Regions from separate parts of the Mus musculus genome. Here regions 2 and 3 are each linked to region 1. The links are chromatin contacts, called in public Hi-C and promoter capture Hi-C maps. All regions are on one chromosome and are shown on one strand. Each heading gives the region's core, a stretch centred on a gene start, on an enhancer-like site or on the middle of the called end of the contact. The rest is flanking DNA. Distances are from core to core; before and after follow the strand shown. Region 1 holds the start of Pygl (liver glycogen phosphorylase). Region 2 overlaps Nin (ninein). Region 3 holds the start of Sav1 (salvador family WW domain containing 1).

The links. Hi-C and Micro-C count contacts between places; a contact is called where the count stands out from the background. Capture Hi-C pulls out chosen DNA fragments and counts their contacts.
Region 2: a Hi-C map of cortical neurons shows a contact between it and region 1, with 2.7 times the contacts expected there. The contact joins the enhancer-like site here to the promoter of Pygl in region 1. A contact is called at or near these places in 6 of 39 promoter capture datasets (embryonic stem cells, hippocampal neurons, liver and 1 more), 9 of 484 Hi-C or Micro-C datasets (the G1E-ER4 cell line, cerebellar granule neurons, cortical neurons and 5 more) and 3 of 9 other capture datasets (adipose tissue, liver and pancreatic islet).
Region 3: a promoter capture Hi-C map of pancreatic islet shows a contact between it and region 1. The contact joins the promoter of Sav1 here to the promoter of Pygl in region 1. A contact is called at or near these places in 8 of 39 promoter capture datasets (the C10 cell line, cranial neural crest, embryonic stem cells and 3 more), 12 of 484 Hi-C or Micro-C datasets (the G1E-ER4 cell line, LSK cells, adipose-derived mesenchymal stem cells and 7 more), 10 of 115 datasets of contacts at active chromatin or transcription factors (bone marrow-derived macrophages, cardiomyocytes, embryonic stem cells and 5 more) and 3 of 9 other capture datasets (adipose tissue, liver and pancreatic islet).

What each region holds. Positions count from the first base shown.
Region 1 is chr12:70,225,969-70,229,166 of GRCm38.p6, forward strand. Pygl (liver glycogen phosphorylase) reads right to left here and starts at 1,715. Exons shown (of 20, transcript NM_133198.2): 1 at 1,373-1,715. The coding sequence starts at 1,615. It overlaps F730035M05Rik (RIKEN cDNA F730035M05 gene), which reads left to right and starts at 1,873. Exons shown (of 5, transcript NR_045174.1): 1 at 1,873-2,410.
Region 2 is chr12:70,052,073-70,055,463 of GRCm38.p6, forward strand. Nin (ninein) reads right to left here. Exons shown (of 29, transcript NM_001081453.1): 8 at 3,235-3,371; 9 at 2,759-2,899; 10 at 2,316-2,490. Among named protein-coding and RNA genes, the nearest start is that of Nin, 49 kb to the right of the region's middle. Within about 2 kb of position 1,904, at least 19 of the 459 cell types and tissues checked have an H3K27ac peak or open chromatin away from gene starts, as enhancers often do. A contact at or near this core is called in cortical neurons, where this site is marked.
Region 3 is chr12:69,985,633-69,988,836 of GRCm38.p6, forward strand. It overlaps Sav1 (salvador family WW domain containing 1), which reads right to left and starts at 1,370. Exons shown (of 5, transcript NM_022028.2): 1 at 1,042-1,370. The coding sequence starts at 1,135.

The DNA.
Region 1 (3,198 bases), core at 465-2,964:
CTCTGCCCTTGTATAGGAAGGAAGAGTCAGGAGAAAAACTAACCATTGAACCAGGAAGATTACCCGTGGAGCAGAAACAACCTATCTCTCTGTGCTGGGATGCTAAATGCTACAGAGTAGCGGTTGCGTTTGTGTGTTTCCAAAATGTTGCTCCAACTCAGGCAAGTCCTGTACCACCTCTAAAAAATTCTAACTCAAGGTGCAGCTTGTTGTACGGATAAAAAGACACAGTCATGAATGTGGACCTGAAGTCTTTTCTAAGCAAAGGTTTAGAGTTGGAAGGATACAAATTAGCAGTTGTCCTGTTTGGGTAGCAGTCTGCTAGGCTCTTAGAACCACAGTATCTTACTATAGGAGTTTATCCCTCAGTCTTGGAAATTTCCTATAGTTCTCAGGCACAAATGGTAGAGATAGATTTTCTCGATGTTCTTATGTATTTAGAAACGCCTAAGTAGTAAGTATGTATCCGCATTTCCCATTGCCACCAGGGTCTGCTGTTCATCTTTTCCAACTTAACTCCAAAGCCAGTTTTTCCAGCTTTCTCTTCCAAAACATTCACCACACCATCCCCCATAAGGCTGCTGCCGCCTTGCACTCTCCCTGTCCGCTCCTCCCCAACCTTTCACATTAGCTCTGGTTCTCTTCCAAGACTGGTCATGATGGGGTGGTGTTCCTCCACATGTCCACCACCCCAGAGACTCCGCATTCTGGCCCTTGGTAGAAATAGGAGCTGGTTGCCTAAATGTGGTGTCCCCCACATCTCTGGGGCCTCCACAAGGCTTCTGGAAGGGAGAAGGGTGTTTTTACAGGGATAGCTTCAGGTGAGTCTCTTGGCAAGGCCCATCAGGCAGTCAGCACAAAGTTCAGGAACTGCAGTCTCCACTCGGTCTGGGCCCTGGGCCGGGACCTCCCCCATCTTTGTTGCACAGCTAAGCTAGGCAGCCCTGAGGCCTGGGCAGGGTCACTATTAGAGGAACTCTAAACTTCCCTCTCCTTTCCTTAAACACTAAGCTTGACCCTCTAAGGCTAGGCTTTTGTATGTTTTTGTTTTCTGTGCCCCTTCCCGGCCCCCTGGACCTGAGCGGATTGTCAGGGCCCCCGGAACCTGGACGGATCACATAGGAGGCGCAGGATCCCCCTTGGTTAAGTGCTGAGCAAACTCCATAGTTTGCTTAGTTCGCCAGAGAGGGAAGCGTGGGCTCTTGCCACCAGCTGGTCTCCGGATCTCACACCACAGTGGAGCCCTGAGGATGGCACACCGCTGTGGGGGAGGTGGAAGGGATGGCCGAGCCTATGTCCTGCTGCTGGCCTAGACTTCGAGACCAGGACAGGGAGTGGAGGGGAGGGGGGACAAACGCCCTTCGCCTGGTACCTTGGGACACTTGTCGTAGTAGTGCTGCTGTGTACGGATCCAGCGCCCCACCAGGTGGTCGCGCACTGTGTGCGCAAGGGCGAAGTAGTAGTCGCGGGGGGTGGCCACATTGCGGTCCTTGACCAGAGTGAAGTGCAGGTGACGGTTGAAACCCTTTTTCAGCTCGGCCACATTCTCTACGCCCACGATGCCTCGGATGCTGATCTGCCGTCGCTTCTCCTGGTCGGTCAGGGGCTTTGCCATGGTTGCGGGCGGAGGGAGCACAGAACGGTCTCCGGGCTGCAGGACTGGCCTCCTCCCTTCCTTACTTGCTGCTTTTGAGACGCTGGGGAGTTGGGGATCCGCCCCTCTCCGGGTTCCCGCCCACCCGTGGCTCCCAGAGTGACGCCCCCCCAGGGGGGCGTGGGAGCCCCAGGGCGGTGCTGCGGCTGCGGGCACCGCCCCTCGGCCGCTCCCAGAACGTCCAGGTCACGTAGTGCGCAAAGGCTCTGACCGCGTCTCTCGGTGTGGAAGGAGGCCTCGGCTGGCTCGCTTGTTGAGTTCCCAGTAAAGCCATTGCCTCTTCTCAGTGGGTTCCACGGTTGCTTCCCAGGGTGACATTGTAGGGTCAGTGTGATTTAACCCTGATTGCCCCGGTCTTGCTTCCCAGTTTTTAGGCATAGTACTATCCTGGGTTCTAAGGGGGCCTTGGTTGGTTGGTTTATTTATTTTTTTTCTGAGGACGCAGGACTGGGGTTTCTTGACTCCTAGGCCCAGGCTGGACTAACCCACAGTAGTTGGCCACAGTTGGTGTAAAAGTCAAGGGGTCTGTTGAGAAAGCTTTAGTCTCAGTGGGGGACAAGACTTCGTTCGATTTGAGACCCCTTGTTTGCACTGCTCTTTGACCAAATGAGGCATAAGGATAAGAGGGCGTGGGGGAAGGGGAGGGAGGGAGAAGGAGAGAGCACTCCAGGAACCAGTTGTCCCGTGTTCAGGAGACATACTGGTGTGTGATCTTTATACCAGATCCGAATGTGATGGTGTTTAAACTTTGGAAAGGTAAACATGAGGCATTTTAAGATGTCAATTTTTTTTTTCTCAAAATGTATGTACTGTACGCGTGTGTCCTCAAATGTGCACACAGACACGTAGTGGTCCAGGGTTGGTTCTCTCCTCTCGTGATGGTTGCTGGGATCGATCCAGAGCGGTCAAGCTTGGCAGCAGATGCCTTTACCTGCTGAGCCATCTAGAGGGTCCGTGTCAGCCTACCTGCCTGCCTTCTTTCCTTCCTGTCTATCACTCCTTTCCTTCTTTCTTTTCTTTCTTTTTTTCTTTCTAAACAAAGCTAACTATTAGAGGCCAGAGAAGGAGTTTGGTTACTTAATTCATATAAACCAGCTATTACCCTAAAAGTGAAAGTTTTACTGTCACAGATCTAACTGCGGTTTCAGATCCTGGTCCTTCCAGCTTCCAGGGTTTTGGCTCCAGCCTTTGGGGCAGATGAAAACTAAGTGGCTTCATGCAATGGCTTTGAGGACAGCATGGTCCTATGAGACAGGGTAAGGGTTGGATTTGATTGAGCCAGAGATACCCAGAGCTGAGAGTGAGTGCAGAGTTTGGTCAGAATGCTTGACTTAAAGCTAAGAGGCTGTGAGCATCCACTTCTGTATTTGCCAGGTATTGGCATAGCCTCACAAGAGATAGCGATATCAGGGTCCTGTCAGCAAAATCTCATCTATTGGGTGGAACACAGGACCCCTAAAGAAGGAGCTAGAGAAAGTACCCAAGGAGCTAAAGGGGTCTGCAACCCTATAGGAGGATCAACAATATGAACTAACCAGTACCCC
Region 2 (3,391 bases), core at 654-3,153, 170 kb before region 1:
ACATGCCTTTAATCCCAGCACTTGGGAGGCAGAGGCAGGCGGATTTCTGAGTTCGAGGCCAGCCTGATCTACAGAGTGAGTTCCAGGACAGCCAGGGCTACACAGAGAACCCCTGTCTCAAAAAAAGAAAGAAAGAAAGAAAGAAAGAAAGAAAGAAAGAAAGAAAGAAAGAAAGAGAGAGAGAGAGAGAGAGAGAAAGAGAAAGAAAAAGAGAAAGAGAAAGAGAAAGAAAAAGAAAAAGAAAAAGAGAAAGAAAAAGGAAAAGGAAAAGAAAAAGAAAAAGAAAAAGAAAAAGAAAAAGAAAAAGAAAAAAAATCTGGTAATAAAGTACAAAGTACCATTTCTAGAATGAGCATTAGCTGACTCATAGGGACAAGGCACTCTTTGCCTGATGTGACTCCCTAGGACCAAGTTGTCCTCTGATCATCACATGCTCACACCAGCGTGTGCCCCACCAAACCAATTAATGTTAACAGGAAGGAAGGAAGGAAGAAAGGCCTTGTCTAGCTATAGCAAGAGACTCAGAAGCACTACAAAAAGAGTAAATCTAAAACTGATTATAATTCATGGGCATTATAGTTTATAGTTAACCTACAATTTTGGTTTAAGGATATAGAAGTTACACATAAATGGTTCGTAATTTTTATGTATAAAGTAAAATAGCAAGCCAACTGAAACTCACAAACTTTCTCCCGTTAAAAAGAAAAAGATCTTTCATAATACTCTAGAAAGATTTCATCCACATTTGTTTAAAAAAAACATAGAGCTTGCCATTTGACATATTTTCTTTCTTCTCCAGTGGTAAAGGCTGATTGGAAGAATGCTACTCTCAGAGTACATTTTGCCAAAAGCACGGAGAGCCAGGATGTCTTTATGTATTCTAGTTCACACTCTAACATAGCAATATGGAGTTTTAAAAAAATGTACTTAAACCTTCAAAAAGATGCTACCTTCCCCTCCAATATCAACTCTAGGGCTTCTGCCTCTCAAAGGATACCCACACTGTCTGCCTCGAAGGGTGGGGGATACCCAGGGAGGCCCCACCCTCTCAGAGGAGAAGGGAAGGGGGTGAGGGAAGGCTGTGGGAGGGGTGACAGAGGGGAGCAGGGAGCAGGATGTAGAGTGGGTAAGTAAAAAAATAAAATTAAGTTTATTAAAATAGAGTCCCCACACTCACATGCTGAACAAGGAGCAAGCCCTGCCTTCCAGACACTGGCTGCTGCCCTGGAGGCTAAATCAGATATCGCTACTGAACACAGGGGACAGTGTGGCACCTAGCCACCACAGTAAAGCAAGCCGAACAGGAAAGGGGGTGTAATGGGAATGGAAAGGGAAGATGGCCTGTGGTGTTGGGGACATGACAAAGGAGCACACAGGAGGAACAGGGGGCTCACGGGAGTTGCAGTGGGAGGGGAGGGGAGGGGCGGGGCACTGGAAGGAGCCGAGGTTAGAGCAGTGACTCTTAACCTGTTGGTCGTGACCCCTTTGGGAATTGAATGACCCTTTCACAGGGGCCACTGGAAAACACAGATATGTATATTATTTCAGAACACCAACATGACTTAAAGAGTGGTACTGAGGGCAGATGGCTAAGAATTTTAATTTCTGGGACTTTCAGCAATTGATGCTGCTGATGATTAGGAGAATTCAGGAGATGGCAGAAACTGCTCATTGCCTTGGCTTTTCCTCAGTTGTTGTGTGGACCCGGGGGCACCTCATGATAGCGAACATTTTCCCTGAACCAGTTATTCTGTAGACAGCTTACTTGTACCATCTGGTATGATAGCCACACCAAGGTAATGAGTAAGAGCTATTATGTGACCATCTGCACATTGGGAAACAGGCTTGAGTAACATCATCCAGGTTTTCCTGTAGGCAGTGGTACTATGCCCAAAGGCCCAGTACTATGCTATCTGGTATGAGAGCCCAGAAAAGAGAAGGTCACCTTCTTCCACTAGGACAGAGGAGGGAAGATCACAAGAGGAAAATCATGTTTGGTGATGTCCAGAGAATAAGAATGGGAGGTAGACAGGAAGGGGAGGGAGAGGCTGAGGCTAAGGAGAAGCTTAGGGCAGCAGCTCTGGAATTGAGGTTTTCAGCCAAGTTCCACCCAGTCCTGAGGAGAAGCGGGAAGACTGTGAAGAACAGGATATACTCATGAACGCTGTCCACTCCACACCCCAAGGCCGCCACCACATCTAGGCCACGGCTAGGGAGAATCCTTGGGTTTAGCCCTATCTGTGCCCTCAGGGAACGACAGTGCTCTGTGCAGATACCTAGCATAGACCCAGGCCATGGCGCTACCAAGAGATTACCTTCAGGGAGAGGGCAAGGCGGTCCCGGATGTAATTCTCTTCCGTCTTGGCCTTTTGAATTTCCTGTTCCAGCTCCACCCGCTGCTTGCCCACTTGCTGCAACATCTGTTCCCTCTCCTGGCGGAGTTCGTTCTTTAAGGCTGCTATGCGCTCCTTGTATTCTTCATCCAGTTTCCTATAAGCAAGGACAACAGGAAAATCAATAGGTGGCCTGTGGATCCCTTGGAGGACAGTATATGGACATTCCAAAACTGGAGACAGACGCATAGAGAAAATGCCTAACGTGTCCTGCCTTCCCAGTGGCTGGGCTGCAGCTAGACCTCTGCAGTCAGCTCTGGTCTCACCCTGCCAGGAGCAGGGGCCAGAAGAATGGGGCTAGAGAGGAGAAGCAGGGGTTTGGGAGGGATGGGGGAGGATGCTGAACCTCGGCCCTCTGGCCACACCTGAGGTTGTATTCATTCCTCCGCTCAATGGCCGCGTGGTGATCGTCCACCTCGGAAGCCATGAGAGACTTCAGCTTTTCTGCTTTGTCCAGGTCCGACCGTAGCTTCTCCTTTTCTCTGACTACTTGGTCAACTCGTTCTCTAGAATTAGAAATAAAGTGAGTTAGTAGGAAGCCGTTTCCAAGCAACCAGGAGACCCAAAAAAAAAAAAAAAGCCCTCTCATCTGGCTCGCCTCAGTACAAACACAAAACCAAGACAACCAAAACCCTCCCCAAACAAAAAGGTTTTCCATGGTTCCCTTCACATGCTGCAGCCAATCAGAGCCCCAGCGCAATTCCCTTCAGCTCAGGAGGGTAACTGTTTAACAGTTAGAGATGGAAGACGGCCACATTGGCCTGTGGGTGGGGAAAGGTGCCTGGTGATATGGGAGACACAAGTAAAGGAAACAGACCAGCGAACCTTCTGCTCAACTTACAACAAGTGCCGGATCTCGGCCTTGAAGCTAGCTAGTGCTGCCTGGTGAATGCCATTCTTGGTAACCAAAAGTTCATTCTCCAGAGCCAGCGTCAGCTCTGTCAGGTTGATGTTTCCATCCAGGCTGAAATCCAGGGCCTGAGAATCAGAACAAATGA
Region 3 (3,204 bases), core at 120-2,619, 240 kb before region 1:
TGTTGTCTAGCACTCCAACTACTAACAGAACCTGTAAGGCTGGACACATGGTCACAATGGAAAAATATGCTCTCCACCCCTTTCTGCGGGATCTTGGGCAAATACTAGGAACCCCTGTGAGCAGCTTTCCCAATTACAATATGAGGTAATGCTTAATTTAAGTCACACGGTTACTTCCAGTTTCCAAGAAGGAAACTTACACAAGGGGTCCAGCTCCTAGAATGAGAACCAAAGGATTAGCTCTCTGACTACCCAAGAATTTTAAAAAAGGAGAATCAAGGCGTTCAAGTTAAAAACTCAAATATTTTAAACGGAGAAGAAAAGCTACGTACGGGAGGGGACGGAACATATGTCGGAAAGAGGAATAAAGTTAGGAACTTGCCTGGTATGGCTGAAATTATTCTGAATACTTTGCTTTTTTTAATTTTAGGAGCAAAGCCTAATCCAAATACGTTAATGGCTTGTCTACTCTGGGAAATGAAAAGACTCTGGGTAGTGGCTACAAGTATCAGGTTCTTTGCCTCACAAGTCTGTGTCCCGCTGAAGGACTAAGGAATCCAGTCTCTCTCTCGTGTGTGTGTGTGTGTGTGTGTGTGTGTGTGTGTGTGTGTGTGTGTGTGTGTGTGTGTGTGTGTGTGTGTGTTACTTAGGGCGCTGGTAGTGGCTACAAGTATCAAGTCTCTCGTGTGTGTGTGTGTGTGTGTGTGTGTGTGTGTGTGTGTGTGTGTGTGTTACTTAGGACGCTGGTAGTGGCTACAAGTATCAAGTATCAGGTTCTTTGCCTCACAAGTTTGTGTCCCGCTGCAGGACTAAGGAAGGAATCCACTCTCGCGTGTGTGTGTGCGTGTGCGAGTGCGTGAGCCGACGAGTGGCGCTGCGATGGTCGCAAACGCGGGGCCCGGACGTACCCAGCAGAGAGGTGCCCGGGTCGAAGCACTTTTTCCCCAACACCACGGACAGCCATGCATTTCCCAGAGTCGGTCTTCCAGCACCACCCGAGGCTGCGCCGGGTCCCCACCCGCCACCGCCCACGACACTCACTCCGCAGCAGGGGCGACGTCTCCTTCTTCACGTACTTGCCCTGCACCTCGGCCGGCTTAGACACCTCGTTTTTGGTTTTCTTGCGGGACAGCATCCTCGCGGACGACTCCCGCCGCCGCCCCAGCAGCCTCGCTAGGGCCGCGAGCCTGCCGCCCGCCGCCGCCTCCCGGGCCGCCGCCGCCGCCTTCGCCTCGGGTCTCCGCCGCCCGCGCCCGCCCGCAGGCTCCGCCGCATGTTGGCCGCGCTAAGCGCGCCCGCCGCCGCTCAGTCGCAGGGCAGCTCCTCCCGGGAAGTCAGCCGGCTCAACGACGCCGCCCGAGGCCGCCTTGGGACAGGGCCGCGGCCGCCCACCAGGGCCATGGTCCGCCGCCCGGAGCCGCTACCGCTGCGGCCACCGCCTACGTCCGGTAAACTTTCCCCGCGCCGCTGGGAATGCTGGGAAAGCCGACGCGCACGGGCCGCCCCTCCCCCGCCGGGCGCGGACGCGGCTGCGTGCGGCGACTCGCGACGGGCGGGCGGCTAACGGGCCGGGTGTGGCGACCATCGCGGCCCTCAGTGCGGCTGCGCGGGCCGGCTCCCGCCGCTGGGGAGCTGGAGTCCGGGCGGTCCGGAGCCCGCTGGGCGGCGAGCGGCTCTCGCCTTGGACTTGCCTACCGCCCTGCTTCCCGCAACCGCAGCCGCGTGTCCTGGTTGCTGAGGGAAGGCAGCCCTCGGGTGTGCTGGGACCGCGAGGGCTACACCTAGTAACACAGATGACTCTTCTGGTGACAGCGTGACTACTGTAAAAACTGAGTCTCCGTTTCTTCTGTCCTCTTATTATCTCCCCCAACCCTTGGTAGCCCACCCCCTTTTGTGCCCCCCATCCCCATCCGCGCTTTCGGATTAAAAAAGAAGATGGAGTTTCTACAGCTCCTAAGATAAATTTGACGTTAGTGTATTTATTTCATCATTTTAATATGTATTCTTAATAACCACATGCCTTCTCTTGCAGTTAAGTCTTAGAATTTTGAAGCCTTTGAGCACCAGAGTTCAGAACTGGGAGTTTTCTATCTAATATATCAGATTCTACTTTGTTCTCTTTAACTCGCTCAGGTACACAGAATAACTTGGAGAATAAGATTGGGACTCACTCCTCTTGATCAAAGTAAGGCTTTCATAATGAAGAGAATGTGCTTAAAACACAGAAGCAAAACACCAACCTCAGAACAAGACACCAAACTGCTCTTTTTTTTAGCCATGCACAAAGACATTTAATCAGTTGTCTGTCTCCTGTGTTTTTATGAAATGTTTCCTTGTTAAAGGTCCCTATAATCCTATAACAAATATTTTATTGAGCACCCAGCATCCAAGGTGCTGTTTTAGGTGTCTGGGATATAACAACAAAGGTCCTGCGGTTATGGGGAAGAGAGATCACAAAAAATAAAACTAGTAAGCCATAGTATGTAACAGAGTGAGCGCTGAAGGAAGCATAAACAAGAGAGATCCCACAGCTTGGAAAGGGGGTCGGATAATGAAGCCAGTGAGAAGGCAATGCTGGAATTAGCTTGCTATGGTGCTATCTGGAGTGAGGCCTCAGAAGAGCAAATGCAAGTCACTGCAAGTGGTCGTGTTTCTGGCTCATTGTAGGAATAGGAAGAGGGTCACGTAGCTGGAACTGGAACAGAGAAGAGTAGAGGGAAATGAAGTTCCTTGGTAACTGGCCACCCACCTAGGCCTTTGGAGTAGAGGAGAGACGTATTTAATGCGATCACTTTGGATGCTGTGTGAGAGTAGACTGAATGGGGGAGTGGGGTTTCAAAATAAGGGAGGTGATAAAAAAATATTGCTAGCATGCATATGGATAAAGGCAGCAGGACAAGCGCTAAGTGATTGTAGGCATTTTAGAGTTGCAGCAGGGTTTGCTGACAGATTGATTATGGCATAAGAGTAAAAAAAAAAAAAGCTAGAGAAAGGACCCAAGGAGCTGAAGGGGTTTGCAGCCCATAGCAACAATATGAACTAACCAGTACTCTCAGAGCTCCCAGGGACTAAATCACCAACCAAAGATTACTCATGGTGGGACTCATAGCTCCAGCTGCATATGTAGCAGAGGATGGCCTAGTCGGTCATCAATGGGAGGAGAGGCCCTTGGTCCTGTGAAGTTTCTATGCCCCAGTGTAGGGG